Linked DNA regions of Sus scrofa: all the other regions are linked to region 3. A link is a contact called in public HiChIP or PLAC-seq data. All regions are on one chromosome and are shown on one strand. The core of a region is the stretch at or near the end of the contact, and the rest is flanking DNA. Distances in the headings are between cores, read along the strand shown.

What was found. HiChIP or PLAC-seq counts read pairs in DNA pulled down with a chosen protein or histone mark.
Region 1: an H3K27ac HiChIP or PLAC-seq map of alveolar macrophages shows a contact between it and region 3. The contact joins the enhancer-like site here to the promoter of ZNF217 in region 3. A contact is called at or near these places in 4 of 5 promoter capture datasets (fetal liver, fetal skeletal muscle, liver and 1 more), 14 of 47 Hi-C or Micro-C datasets (alveolar macrophages, brain, embryonic fibroblasts and 8 more) and 2 of 2 datasets of contacts at active chromatin or transcription factors (alveolar macrophages and skeletal muscle).
Region 2: an H3K27ac HiChIP or PLAC-seq map of alveolar macrophages shows a contact between it and region 3. The contact joins the enhancer-like site here to the promoter of ZNF217 in region 3. A contact is called at or near these places in 1 of 5 promoter capture datasets (liver), 20 of 47 Hi-C or Micro-C datasets (alveolar macrophages, brain, embryonic fibroblasts and 12 more) and 2 of 2 datasets of contacts at active chromatin or transcription factors (alveolar macrophages and skeletal muscle).

What each region holds. Positions count from the first base shown.
Region 1 is chr17:54,892,615-54,897,731 of Sscrofa11.1, forward strand. LOC106504276 (a long non-coding RNA gene) reads right to left here and starts at 164. Exons shown (of 9, transcript XR_002340125.1): 1 at 1-164. Within about 2 kb of position 3,472, at least 59 of the 83 cell types and tissues checked have an H3K27ac peak or open chromatin away from gene starts, as enhancers often do. A contact at or near this core is called in alveolar macrophages, brain, epiblast stem cells and 8 more, where this site is marked.
Region 2 is chr17:54,917,355-54,921,776 of Sscrofa11.1, forward strand. BCAS1 (breast carcinoma amplified sequence 1) reads right to left here. Exons shown (of 11, transcript NM_001110175.1): 11 at 4,413-4,422. The coding sequence ends at 4,413. Among named protein-coding and RNA genes, the nearest start is that of BCAS1, 110 kb to the right of the region's middle. Within about 2 kb of position 2,302, at least 32 of the 83 cell types and tissues checked have an H3K27ac peak or open chromatin away from gene starts, as enhancers often do. A contact at or near this core is called in alveolar macrophages, fetal liver, liver and 5 more, where this site is marked.
Region 3 is chr17:54,629,375-54,634,241 of Sscrofa11.1, forward strand. It overlaps ZNF217 (zinc finger protein 217), which reads right to left and starts at 2,381. Exons shown (of 6, transcript NM_001123217.1): 1 at 2,177-2,381.

The DNA of each region.
Region 1 (5,117 bases), core at 2,222-4,721, 260 kb after region 3:
TTAAAGGCATGATTCTGGAGCTTCAATGACCCCCAAAGTTCTTTAACTTTTGGTCAAGCAGCTAAAGTATATTGAGCATTACTGGTGTCATGGATGTCCATAGATTTTTTGTTTGCAGAGCATCCACTTTCCCTTCTTTGGGTAAAAAGCTCCCTGGTTTTCCTTTGGCTAATACCAGCCCCCTTGCAACTCAGGTGGTTTGGGGGCGGGGCAGTGGGTGGGGAGGCAGACCCTCAATCCTGATTTCAGGAATGGACTTAGTTCCTAGTCTTGGCAAGTTGATTTGTTCATGAATGGTCTAAGTTGTTCAGATGAGGCCTGAGCCAAGACTTTTGCTAGAATTACTGGCAAAGAGGTGTTTTATTTCCAGTGGGGCTTAAAACTGAGAGAATGTAAATGTGAAGTTACTAGGGGCTACTACAGAAAGGAGACCTATCCAAGAGGGAAGCCAACATAAAGGAAAGCAGAAAAAGAGATGAACTCAGTGGATATTGTTTAGAGCCCCAGTCCTGGATCCAGCCATGCCTGAAGCTGTCAACTCCTAGATTTAGCTTATATGTGCCAACAAATTCCTATTTTGTTTAAGTCAGTTCGAGTTGAGGTTTAAGAAGCAGGTAAGACAAATCTCAGCTATGAGGACTGATAACTTGATCTAAGGTGGAAAGTTATCAGAGGCAAGAAACCCTTAGAGAAGGCGAAGAGTTCAAACACTGGGCCTATGGCCTGTGTGGGGGACGTCACGATCACTCAGTCTTTCTGGGCTCTAGCTTCCTCCTCAGTAGGGCAGGGGCTGTGAAAGTGGGGCTGATTCCACAGCGTTGCTTAAGGATTCAGCTGCAGGCCTAGTAAGGCCCTTCATAGCAAGTGGTTACTGATGCCATTTTTAGGCGCCTGCATGAAATTCAAGAAGGTATTTGGGGAGTTGATGGAGCAGGAGATGAGGCTGTTTCTGAAATGAAAATTGTGCCTGCTTCAGCCACAGCCTCGTCCTCTCTGGGTGGGTGTATATGCGAGCAGGGCGTGAATAAGAGGTCTGGGTTCCAGTTTGCAAGGCCACTGTCTTTGTCTCCCCTCCCCTGTCCTGTCCCCCAACATTGAGCCATCATCCTTGCTCCTGGTCACATGGTGTACATCCCCGACCCTAGCCCTCACCCTCCCAGCCTGCTGTGTCATTGGGACCTTAGGTGACACCTAATCTAACAGTCAAGCCCTAACAATTTGCAAAGCTACCTGAGAGGCCTTCATGGACCAGTGGGTTCCTCTCCCTGGCCCCAGAAGAGGTTTAAAAGACAAATGGACTAAGCCATAAAATAGAATTCTATTTCTTGACATGACTCACAGCATTATCTGCTACAATTATTTCCTTTTGAGGTGTCCTCTTTCTTTCTTGGGGAAGTGAACCCCTTCTTTGCTGCTGCCTCAACTGTGTGACTGGTCGCCCGTTGAGAAAACCTTCCCTGCCTGTGCACCAGCTCAGGCCAAAGCACCTGCCTGCTGTTAGCCCACCAGCCCCGGTGGCACGTTTTCCCCCAGTGATCTCTGGTTCCCAGATGTGGAGAGGAAGAGGGGAGGGGATTTGCCCATCGTCAGGGAGCTACTCAGCTCTGCAGGTAGGAGGGGATGCCTGGCCTAGTTCTCTTATTCTCTCATCTGACTGTTTCTGTCTTTCTATTATCTATCTATCTATCTGTCTGTCTGTCTATCTATCATCTTTCTGTCTAGATCTAGCAATCATCTATCATCTATTTACCTATCCATCTATTTATCTATCAGCTATCACCTGTTTGTCTATCATTTATCAATTATCTATCTATCCATCCATCCATCATCCACCTATGTAGCTCTGTCTCTTACACCTGACTTTGAACTTACCCAGGCCTCGTGTTATATTTTCGGCAGAGTGACCTTATTTGCCACCCAATGGAACACACTTGGGGAGTGGTAGGGGGCACTCGTAGCTCTGAGGTGAACATGGGCACTGCCTCAGGCACCCTGGCAAGTGTGGCAGTGAGGAGGGTCATGGCCCAGGTATTTCTCTCTAGACCTTAGCTCATCATCTGGGCTCCAGGAAGGTGTGCTGAGTGTGTTTTATCAACAGTATCAGAGGGCTGGTAAGGAAAGAGCCATTGTTTCAGTCAGAGAAACTGGATTGCAAAGCCATGACTTACAAGGTGACAGAGAGGAAGTCACAGGTGAAGTGGGGCCACACCTCTCCCAGGATTCCAGGGTTCAGGTGATACAAAGCTCCCGCCACCAAGCATCTGTGCTCAGGAGCCCAGCGCTAGCCTCCTGGAGGGAGCTAGTGGCAAAGAAGTAATGAACTAGTTCTCACTGGTGTTCACTGAATTCATACCGTGTGCCTTCCCTAAGCCCTTTACCTGCATCGTTCTCCTTATTCCCATGGAAGAAGTGACTGCTACAGAAAAGGAACCCGAGGATGCCGGCGACCTGTCCCTGGAGCCCAGAAAACCAGGCGTGTGTCTGTTTTCTTCCCAAAAGGTGCAAAGGAGCAGTGCTGGGAGGTTGCCACTGAGAAGCCCCTTCGGCAAAATTTCTGGAAATCTTAAAAAGAGCAGTGAACTCCCCCCCCCCACACGCACTGCCCCGCGCCTTTAGAAAGGAGCTTTTTCACCTCACGCATGTGTTCAAGGCACCAAAACACAACAAACAAAATAACCCAAACCCAAACTTGGCTCAGCACCTCGGCCCTTAGATACAGAAAAACAAATCACCAACTAGGCTCAGTAATGAATTAGTAACATGGAGCAGGCATCGCATCAGCCGGACCTCAGCCCCCTTCCGTAGGGGGAAGGGAAGATCCTGCGGAAAATGTGCCAGAGAAGGAGGAGGAGAGAGAAGGAGGGGGGGAGGAGGAGAGAGAAGGAGGGGGGAGGAGGGAGAGAGAAGGAGGGGGGAGGAGGGAGAGAGAAGGAGGGGAGAGGAGGGAGAGAGAAGGAGGGGGGAGGAGGGAGAGAGAAGGAGGGGGGAGGAGGGAGAGAGAAGGAGGGGGGAGGAGGGAGAGAGAAGGAGGGGGAAGGAGGGAGAGAATGAAACGGAGAGATTGGGCAGGAGGGAGTGGGGGGGAGAGGGAAACGGGGGGGGGGCGGGTAATTGAGAAAAAGAAAGAGATTGAAGGAGATGCTAGATGGTAGACAGATGGACAGAAAGATGTTGAACGTCGACCGCTGGTGTAGAGAGAGGCAGCCACGCAAGTTGTATCCGAGCCGCCTCTGCTTCCAGCCCCGCCATGTGTCCCCTGGCAGGGGTGTGAGATGCGCGGCTGTTTCAAGACCTCCACCAAGAGAGAGGCTGGCGTGGGGCGAGGGCTCCTGGGGGCGGCCCTCTAGCCCCCCCTCCCCGCCCCAGACCCGGCTCTTGGAGCGGCTCGGGTTGCATGGAACGCGGTATAGCCCTCCTTCCTTAGTTCTGCAAAATGGTGTCTGCGGTGTTTACACTGGCGGCTGCCTGGGTGCCGAGCCCGCGGGGGGAGCAAGTGTGCAGTTCCCTAAGGAGCCGCCTGCTGGCCTGAACGGCTCTAATCTCCACGTTTTGATGACATGTCCTTAAAGTGACCTATATTATCTGGCACCTTGGATTGCTGCTCACCAAAAAAGTAACACTGGAAGAAAAAAAAAATCCCTAATGATTGTGTAAATATTCTTTGCCAAGAATATTAAACTCAGGTGCCCTCTGCTGGGCGAGCTAAGTAGGGGCCAAAGCCAGGAGCAAAGGCAGCTGCTGGTCGGGCAGCGGGTGCCAGGAGGTCCCTGGAATAGAGGCGGAGCCTGGGGCCGTGGTGGGCGGGGCCTGCCGCCCCTTCCTGTGCGCCCCGCTGGCATCACTCAGGGCAAATGGGGCCAAACCGAGCTCTTTCAGACAAGGGGAACTAAAAAACAAAACTGAAACTGCTTACAAGTTAATCATTCACTTTGGGAGAACTGACAATTTCTTCACTGGGATTTTTTTTTTTTTTCTCTTCTAGTAATAAGTTTTTTTCTCTCCTGTTGAATTTGACCGGTGGGAGAGAATGAGGAAAAAAGGCAGGGGGCTTGCTGACACTGCCCTTTCTCATCAAAGCAAAGGGTTTAGGATTTCAGGGAAATCCTGGCAAAGACTAGCTGGGGGCCAGGAGAGAGGGGGGTGCTGCGAGGACATGGTGGCCAGGTTCATTTCCAGTCTTAAATTATTGTTGTTTTTACGTCCGCACCTGGTATATGGAAGTTCCCCCACTAGTGGTCGAATCAGAACTGCAGCTACCGGTCTGCACCACAGACACAGCCAAGCCAGATCCAAGCTGCATTTGCGACCCCCTGGGGCAACATGGAATCCTTAACCCACTGATGAGGCCAGGGTTTCAACCCTCATCCTCACAGACACTATGTCAGGTTCTTAACCCACTGAGCCACAACGGCAACTCCCCAGTCTTTAAATGATCATTTCTCAACCAGGACACCTTGAGAGTAAAAGAAGCTGCTGTTAATGATTATACCAGGTCAGTAGGTGTAATCCTAGCATGTCCCAGGCAAGTCTGACTTAGCACAGACCTGTTCAAAAAGAACTTTCTCCAGTGACTAATATGTTCTAGATCTGTGCTGTCCAAGCTGGTAACACCAGCCCCAGGTAGCTATTGAGCATTTGAGAGGTGGCCAGTGCAACTCAGAAGATGAATTTGTAGCTTCATTTAATTTGGATTAATTTAAATTTAAATAGTTGCATATGTCTAGTGGCTAGTATATTAGACAGCAGAACTCCGGTCATATTATTCATAGCAGAAGACCAGAACCCTGGGTGACAGCAGCTAAGGCCCCAGGCAGAAGACTTGCTGATGGAGGCCCTCAGTAAGAACTTGTTGAACAAATAAAAACGCAGTCCTCCAAAGTCACTGGGCTCCATCTCCACCGGGCAGAAACTCAGACCGCTTCTCAGAGACTTCCAGGAACTTTGAGAAACACAGCTTCGCCTGGGGAGAGCCAAGATCCCAGTGACATTTCCTGCCAAGTGTCCAAGGCTAACCCCAGGTCCTGAGTGTCCGCCCTGGCATGTGGTACTGGGATCAGCACTGGAAGGACTGTTCACTGCTGGTTCCCAGTGCTTGCCCAGCAGTGTCCAGAGAGCCA
Region 2 (4,422 bases), core at 1,052-3,551, 290 kb after region 3:
GTCAGGGACCAGGAGCCAGGCTAGATGGAGACTGTGGGACCCTAGGTCCTAGATCGCCCCCCTGTGGCCAGATTTAAATGCAAAGTCCCTCGAGGAGAACAAGTCACGTGACCAGTGAGCACCCTTTGCCCGAAACACAGCTGGGGGCCATTTTGTCTCCCCTGCGCCTTTGGGGGGGGGGAGGCCCTACAGGTGCACACCTGCCCCCTCATAATTCAATGTAAAAAAGGAGGCAATTAAGTTCAGTTAGGGGCAGACAGCTGTAAATTAGGTCGTGTATTCAAAAAGCATTCTACAAACTGTGCAGTGTGGTAATATGTCATCATCATCGTTATTATTATCCTTATCTCTATGAATTCGCATGGGTTGCTACCCATTCACGGGCTGGTTAAAGGCCCAGGGGATGGAGAGCCTCCCATGAGCAGCTTTCTGGGGGAGGGAGGCAGAGGCGAACGAGTTAAACGCACCAGAAAACCAATTTATGCAAAGGGCTGGATTCTGACCGGCATTCCTGCCCGTGCTAAAGATCTGAATTACAAATTTAACCAAATTTGCTGCTCTCTAAGTAATTTCTTTTCTTCCTAATGGAGCCCGTAATTTTCCAGTGGGCTGGGGCTACTTTATTTCCAGGGATAGAGGGAACGCGCTCTAGACCACAGAGGAGTTGATGCCGCTCCCCGTGCAAAGTGCCTTTTTAAAAGGCTGCTTCAGAAGGAGCACGGGGAGGATGGTTAAAAGCTGCTAAGAATCCTCTTGTATTTCTGCAAACACGTGCCCTGCGTTTGCAGCTTGGCTGAGTGAATAATGGAAACCATTTTCCTTTCCTTCTCTTGAAGGGAGGGAGGCCGGCTGTGGTTATTTTGTAAGGCTTAAGATCAATTTGGGACTATCCGGCAGAAGAAATGATACCTGTTAAGTCTGCTCCCTTCCAGGCAGCTGGCAAAGGAGCCAGCTGGACACAGGTTCTAGCCCCTTCGAATCTAATTTAATGGGACCCCAGGGCATCTGTTTGCAAACAAACAACCATTCAACTGAAGGGTCTGTGTGTGTGTGTGTGTGTTTAAATCATGGGTAATTGGTTTAAAAGGCAGGGGGCTACACAAAACCACCCAAACTTCACTTTTTTCTCTTTTCCTTCCCCCTTGGGCCTTTCTTTGGGTACTAAGGATCCCCCTTCCCCCAGAAGATGAAGCCTGGGGGACCTCGGGGGCTGCTGAGAACAACCACGGTGCTTCTGAATGAATTCTTCTATTGGGTATCCGTCAAAAGGTCACCGTTAGCTGGAACTGGAAAGCGGAATTTGAGGGTTTTTTTCCCCCCTCCTCCGATGGCAGCTGTTTCAGCTCAAAAGCCCAGTTCTTGGAAAGGCCACTTCTTCTTGACACTGGAGAAGACACGCTTCCCTGTGCACCTAAAAATAAATCCGTAAATAACGTCATGAGGATGGCCGTTCTTGCAAAGCACCTCTGCCCCCTGCTCTCGGTCTTAATCTCCCCTTCAGCTTCAGCGTGTTCTCCGCATCTTACTGTGGGAGCTCTTGCTGTCCACATGGCAGTCCTGACTCTGCATTTTGAGGAACTTCAGTCCTGAACTCATTTGGGGAGCGCCTGTCCCCCTTTTCACACTAGTTCAGCGGGAGGCATGGACATCAGTATTTTTTTTTTTTTTTTTGTAAATGCATCAGGTCTGGACTCTTGATGCAAAAAACAAACCCCACAAAACTCAAAAATGGAGTTTAATCTGCTTCTTAGGCTACAATTGGCTTTAGAACTCCGCTCCCTCCCAAGCCTTTTTTTTTTTTTTTTTTTTCAGTCCTCTCTGGCTTAAATTTTCTTGTCTTAAAAAAAACCCAAGCAATTGTATTAAAAGAGCATTCTCTTTTTTTGGCCAGGAGGATAGGAAACCAGTTACAGAAACTGCTGGCTTGCTTTGCAACAAGATTCTCAGCAGAGAACTTCTTTTTAAAAGTTAAAAAAAGTTTTTCCGGGGTGGGAGGGAGTGGGAGGGCTCCTGAATTGGTGACTAAGTCCCTCCTGGGGACATTTCTCATCAGGGCAAAAACCACCCCCCGTGTCCAGTGAGGTGAAACTTGCCAATAATACTGTCACCCTTCTCAAAGGACTGGTATGGCCCGGGGCTCAAAGGTCATACCAGGCACCCCCCCTGGTGTTTAGAGACAAAGCAGTAACCAGCTGCCTGTTTGCCTTGAATCATCCCAAGCTCTCTGAGGGCAAAGGTGGAGGGAACGTCACCCCCCATCCAGGGCTTCCCCAAAGGGCTTCTTCCTGCTTTGAGCCAAGTTAAGCATTCAGACATGAAGCAGCATGAGGTCATTCTCAGCTGGGTGAGTCACAGACACTGAGGACTCTCCAGGTTCAGGCAGGAGGACCCATAAAGCTAAGCCAGGTGCGAGGAAAAGACCTCTGGTCTTTATTTGAAGCTGAGCATCAGCCAGTCCACGCTGGGAGCTGGTGGGTCCCGGGAGCAGAGAGCCTCCCCTCCCCAATCTGTTTTTAGAAAGAGATCATTTTTGTCCTGAACGTATTTTCCAAAGGCCTTTTTGCCTAAGCCATGGTGTGAGTGACCTAGGGTACCGATTTGTCAGTGTCATTTCTCCTCAGTGCGTGATGGACTGCACACGTGATGGATTCATCTGAGCCAGTGTGCGTGTGTGGGTCTGTGCCAGTTACACATGTCTATTTGTATGTGTATGACTAGCAGCGTGTGCCTGCATCTCCCTACTCCTGTATGGAGGTAAATATACAAGGATGAATATGTGCCTATGTGGGCATAAACGCATGTCTGGGTCTCTATGTGTGTGTCTGGAGTGGACCCTGCTGAGTGCCTCATCTTCCAGCTGCTAAGGGATCCCAGCTTCTCAGCTCAATGGGAGCAGCTGGCCTGTCCCTCCACCTCCCAGGGCGGCCCAGGAATCACCCACAAGCGTCCAAAGCCAGCCAGCTCGCCTGTAGGTAGAACAGCGTTATGGCGCAATTCATGCCCCTGGGAGATCGGGATGAAATTCCAGCTGAGACCAATCCCTGCCCTGTCCTTTTTGTCCCCCTTTCCCCAGGACCCCTCCTTCAGCCCATCAGGTGCATCTGAATGCCTGTCTCAGGCTCTGCTCTAGGCAGCATCACCATGACAGTATTTACACACGTGTGCGCTTGTGTATGAAAATACACACGTGAACCCACTGCTGTGTGCATGTGCCCACGGACAAGGATACCTGGGAGCATCTGGGAGAGAAGACACGATGGAGGAAGAGCATTGAGTTTATGCTGTGGAAGCAAAAGGCATCTCGGACATGGAGTACGAGAGACCTGCTTTAAAAGGTGAAAATTAAAAGATCCTTTAGATATAAATGTATTTTTTTTTATTAAATCAGAAAAAGGTACAGTATACATGATATCAGTCCATCATCTGGCTACTCTGAATTACATTTTAATAGACTCGTGGTCCTATTTACTCCTCTGCACACGTATTAAAAAAAACTCAGGTATTTGAATAATCTGTAAATTTTTATTATTAACTGGGGTTAGGGGGAGGGTTTTATCAGAGCACATCCTGAGAACATTAGGAAATTACAGACAGACTTGAGATAAGTGTCAGACAGAACAGATGAAGCAAGCCCCTCAGCCATCTGAGAAACATTAATAATGTAAGATTGCAGAGACCAAATCTTTGTTAGGGATACAGGATGCAGGATTAAAACGGAGACCTTGGCGCCCCCTAGTGTTGCAAAATAAATCTGCAACTTCATTTATTTTGTTTTGTTTTGTTTTTCAAGTTGGAATCCTCGCCTTGGTCACTGAGCCTCAAAAAGCAATTGTTTTCCCAAATCATTTCAAGCCCTCTCCAGTCAATCTTTTCCCTCTTGTCAATAACGTTCAAGGATCCTATTTGAAAAACAATTCTTATTCATTCTTTTTTCATTCCCCACACATTCCATTCCAGAAAATTGGCCACCTCCCAACACAGAGCCCACAACAACGTTCTCCCTCCTTGAAACGTGAACTTACTTCTCTCCTCAAGCTTAAAGGATGAGCATGTATTTACTACCAAGCTTCATTCCTTCCAGCAGGCATTGTTCCTTCTGTAACTGACTTGTCACTGTCATTTTTCATGACCTAACCAGAATGCAGCCCTCCACCCCTCTCCCACCCTGCTTGGCACCCATCAACCCTTCTGACCTGGCTAGTTAACCTGCTAAACCATCTTTACAACTATTTACCAGGAAAGACTGGACCAGAGACGTAAATAATACACCTCAATATACAACAGCTCAGACCTAATGTGTAGGCAGAATTTCATATGATGGCCATCAGAAGAAAAGATATGTACACGGAGTGGATTTGGGGAGTAGGAAGAAGACATCTTGGTGGCAGAACTTGGGAACCAAGGTGATTTGTTTACTTGGAT
Region 3 (4,867 bases), core at 1,131-3,630:
ACCCTGCCTTTTCTTTTGTTGAGCTTAATCTCATGTCAACTCATTCAACCAACTCAAAAGCGATGAAGACATAATTGAATCAACCTGAACTAAATCAGACCTAGGCTTCTTAAAATATACAGCTTAATGGTTCCCAACAATCTAGAAAACCAGGAAACCAGCTAGTATACACGGTGGTCAATAACACAGGATCCCAGACGGGCCAAAGAACCACCGTACCCGCCATACCTTTAATACACGTTAAGGAATGTTCAAGCTCAACGCTCCAAGCCCTATAGGCTGATCCAGAAAGATAAACTGAGGCTCAAGGAATTTCAAAGGGGAACAACACTCCAAGGCCTTAAAAACTCTGAAGGGACTCTCCTTTTCTTGGGAGAAACAACAAGAGAAAAAAGAAAGTTTTCACTGCTCCAAGTGTGAACAGGCTACTTGGGGTCCCAGAAGTGGCCACTGGTGGCCCTTTCCTGCTCTCCTGACTACGCCTTGCGGGAAAACTACCCCCCCCCCCGCCCACCCCACCCCCACCCACCCGCCCAGGAATACGGCTTCCCGTCCTCGGTGGCCCTACCCCGAATCCTAAAATAAAGGTTCCCACTCGGGACCTGAACGTCCGTCCCGACCCCCTGGACGCAGGTAACGGCCGGTGCACCCCGCAGGCCAGGTCTGACCCCCTCGGGGCAGGACCGCCCCGGCCGCCACAAATCCAGCCTCCTGGAGCCCCCAGTAGCGCCCACCCCTCCTCCCATTCTGTGCGGCTCGCATTTTGAGGCCAAATCTAGAGTGAAGAGGGCTCTACATCTGAAACTGAGCGGTTTCGCCACTCAGCGCCTCCTGGCAGAAACTTCCCTTTTAAAAAAAAAAAAAAGAAAGAAAGAAACACTTTTAGGCTAACATTTCAATCCCTTCTGCCCCTTAGAGTTCCTAGCTCTGCTTCCAGCTGGCTTTGTGTCTCCCACTAGAATTGAGTGATTAAAGATAATTCTTAAAGCGTTTAAGGGCTATTTTTTTTAAAGTTTTCTCTTAAAAAAATCTTTTAAAATTAAAAAAAAAAAAAAAAACCTTATCACACACACACCCAGGAAACGCAGCCCGGTGCACCGCCTGCTCAGGGATGGGCAGAGGATCAGGACTCCCGGGGACGGATTTAGGGGAACCTGGGGGGCTGGCTGGGGTGCGCGTCGGGGTCCGCGGCGAGGCCAAGCCCCCTCCCTCGGCCCCTATAGACGCGCCCTCCGCCCGGCCCGTGCGGACGGTCCCGGCCATTGTTTGCGGGGGACGCCTGTTAGGACGCATTGTTTTGGCTGTTTCCAACTTGCCCGGGCCCCTCCCGGGCCATCGCAGGGGTCCCCGCGCCGGCCCGCTCCCTTCCGCCCGCCCCCCACGGCCGAGAGGGCAAACGCGGAGACCTGCCGGCGGAGCCACCCAACTTTTCAGGAACAGCCCCCCACCCAGCCACCCACGCAGCCCCCGGGCCCCCTCCGGCGGGCCCCTCTCTCCCGACCTAGGGAAGGGGGGGGGACTCCCCCGCCCCCAAGCCATCTTGACTGGTTCCATGAGTGAGTGTGATGGTCAAACACAGTACACACCGGGGGCTCGCCCGACACCTTCTCTCCGGTGGAAATGCTCAGAAGCCGGATGGGGAGGGGGCGCCCGAGAGGAGCCGAATAGAGAGTGGGGATGGGGGGGCGGGCGGGGCGGGCAGACAATCTGGGGAGGGGGGCGAGATAACGAGCACCGGAGACTCGAGGGCGGGCTCGGGGGACGCCGGAGGGGCGAGGGCGAGGCGCCCCCCAAGGCCCCGCGCGGGCGGGGGGGCGCGCCCCCTTTACCTGCGGCTCCGGCTCCTCGGCCATTTCCTCGCTCGGCGGCGGCCGGGACTGAACTGACACCACACGAGCGAGCCGAGGTTTGAATGAGGAGGGAGCAGGCGAGGAGGGGAGGGGGCGGGGAAGGCAGGAGGGAGGGGAGGCGACGGGGAGTTTCTCTCGGCCTTTTGTGCGGACACCTCCCGGATTCCGCGCCCGCACCGGCCCCCAAAAGAGGCAGGGGGCCACTGGGCGAGGGGCGAGGCTATCCCTCAGGGCGCCTCAGCGCCTCACTCCTTGAAGACCCCCCCAAAAGCAGCGCCCCCACCCCCACCCCACCCCCGCCCGGAAGATTTGGGGGCCGGGCTCACCTCGGGCGCGGGGCTAAGGTGAGCGGGGCGGGGGGTGCTCACGGGGGGCAAAGGCGCGGGCGCCCCCTACTCGTCCGCGCGGGGACAGTGCAGGCGCGGGGGGTCCCTAGAGCCGCCGGGGCGCGGCGCGTCCGGCGCAGGGGGACTGTTGGGTCAGAAAGTGCTCAGGGAGCAGCTGTTGCGCCCTCCCTCGGCCCGGCAGCTCGGAGACGCCCCGCCTCCTGCCTTCACCGGCCGCCCCGCCCTCGGGCCCGCCCCTCACCCACGTGATCTGCGCAGGCGCGCCCCTGCCCCGCCCACCGCCGAGGACTCCGCCTCCGGAACGCGGGCGAGCCGAGGAGCGCGCGCACTCCCTGTTCTCGCCCTGCGACTCCCGCGCACGCGCGCGCCTTTCACCGCCCCTACACCCCCGCCTCCCGCCATCCGGCTTAACGTGGCCGGCGCGCGCCCGGCAGTTCCAGTGACAGGTATGCGGGGAGGGGGCCCACGAAGGCAGTGCGCAGGCGCAGTTCCAGGCCTCTGCCTCTCCGCTTCCCCCTCCCTTGCAAGGTGTGCCCGGGCGAGGGGAGGGGCTGGTTGCCCGAACTCCTGGGTCATCCGGTATTACTAATAGGCGAAAAGCGTTTACACTTATTTGGGTAGGTGAGGAGACAGCTGTGCACAAACAATATTTTTTCGGATTTTCTTCAAGCATGAGAAAGGTCGATGAATAAAGATGATTAAAATATTTTTAAATTAGTATCTTCATTAAGGCATCCTTTAATGCCTGGTTGCTGGTTTTCTAAAAGGGCAGGGCTTGCGCTGCTGTAAAAACTTGAGATTTCTAAACTTGGCCTAGGTTCCAGGAATCCACTTGGCTTTGATAGAAATCCACGTGGATGAAACCAGGCTTTAAACTAGGGACAAAAACAACAACAAAAACTAGCTTTTCCCCTCTTCACGTAAAGCGTTTCCCAGCCATTTTTTTATTTGCTCACGAAAAAAGAAAAAGTTATGATTCCGAAGGCCAGTGATATTACCCCATTTAAATAAGCCCCTAGGAGGAACCACAGAAGTAACAGTCACATCCACCAAATTCTCTGTCCCAAGATACAAACACAAAAGGGAGCTATGCAAGTCACCACAAACAAAATAGCGAAGTTTTTTGGGTTCTTTGTTTTTCTTTTTTTTTTTTTTTGTATTGGCCTTCAGTGTATCCAAAAGGGGAAATCTTAAAATATATCAAGACAGGCACTTAAAGCATATATTTTAATAAGTCGGGACCCAAAAAAGCCCTACATAAATGCTCTGCTGGTGAGCAATGCAATCCTTAATAAATAAGAAATGGAGTTTAGGGGACAGTTTCTTAGCAAAGGGGAAGAATTTGCCAAGTGTGATGTTTTTGCTGTCATTTTATGTATAACTCCTAACCCCACATATGGTCTGGTTAGTCTTTGTTAAAAAGGAAGCACACCAACTACTTCTCACCATTAATTAGCAGGGCCAGAAGTAGACTCTTAGGCCAGAACTCTTTTTTTTTTCCACTCAAGTATACTAATATTGATCGTTTCTAGTACCAGAGTTCTTTTCTCAGGGAAGATGAACATCTTTCTTTAATATATTTTTTAAAGCCTTATCAATAGTCACAGCCCAAAAACAGTCCAAAGACACACTCTTCCTCAACAAGAAACTTCATTTAACTTATCGAAACAAATGACTTCTGGCATTGCTGTAAAACAAAGAAACTATGAACAAGTGAAACCAAATTGAGTCTTCACTTAGTGCAGCCTCACTCTACATGTTAATGGATAACCTTTGAACTCTGAAACCTTGAATGCTGTAAACACAATAGCACCGATAGTTAAAAATCCTAGTGTCAAAAATAGAGCAAAAAGAACAGTCCAAACTTTTCAGTAGAAATAGGGAAACAATCAAATGTTTTGACAAATAATCGTTTCACTAAGAACAATGAGGCTCCTGGTTCTCAGACCTTGTTGCTACTGAATTATTTTCTGAGCAAAAAAGGGGGGGGGTGCTTTTCCCTATGCCTTCACAGAGCTACCACTTTGTGAGCATAATAGCATCCTATGGTTTGTTAGTAACTGTTTCTCCTCTCTTCTCTGCCACCCGCCCCCCCCCCCCGCGCGCCCAGCAAAAACAAACAAAAACAAAAACAAAACAAAACAAACACATTATGTTGTAGCTTTTAAAATTGAAAGATAATTGTATGAATTGATCTATCTGCTAAGAGTTTTATAGGCGATCCTTATGTTTGAGCAAAGAATTACAAAGAACCTTATTCCTGGAGACGTGCCAACAAAACTGGGAAGTCGTTGCAAAATTCTGCCAGTGGCTGAGTCCTGGGTTGCAAACACAAACTGTGTTTTTAAATGGACGTAGAGTGATCTGAATGCGCGGTTCGGGCGTCTGTGCGACACATTCGCCTCTTAGAAGGTGGAGACTCACACTTAAGATTTATTTGGAAAGTATGTCTAGTTAAAACAACTAAGAATGGAAACTCCAAAAGCAACAGGAGGACACTAGGAGCATTTGGTTTCGTAGTAAAGCTAAGAACTCGTTAGTATGAAATGAAAATCGAACGTTGATCTCCATATACTTAGCTCCGCCCTCGCGTAATCCTGTTTTGCCATCGCCCCCCCCCCCACGTCTCCCCTCCCCCCGCCCCCATCTAGACTATCTCTAGAGTCAGGT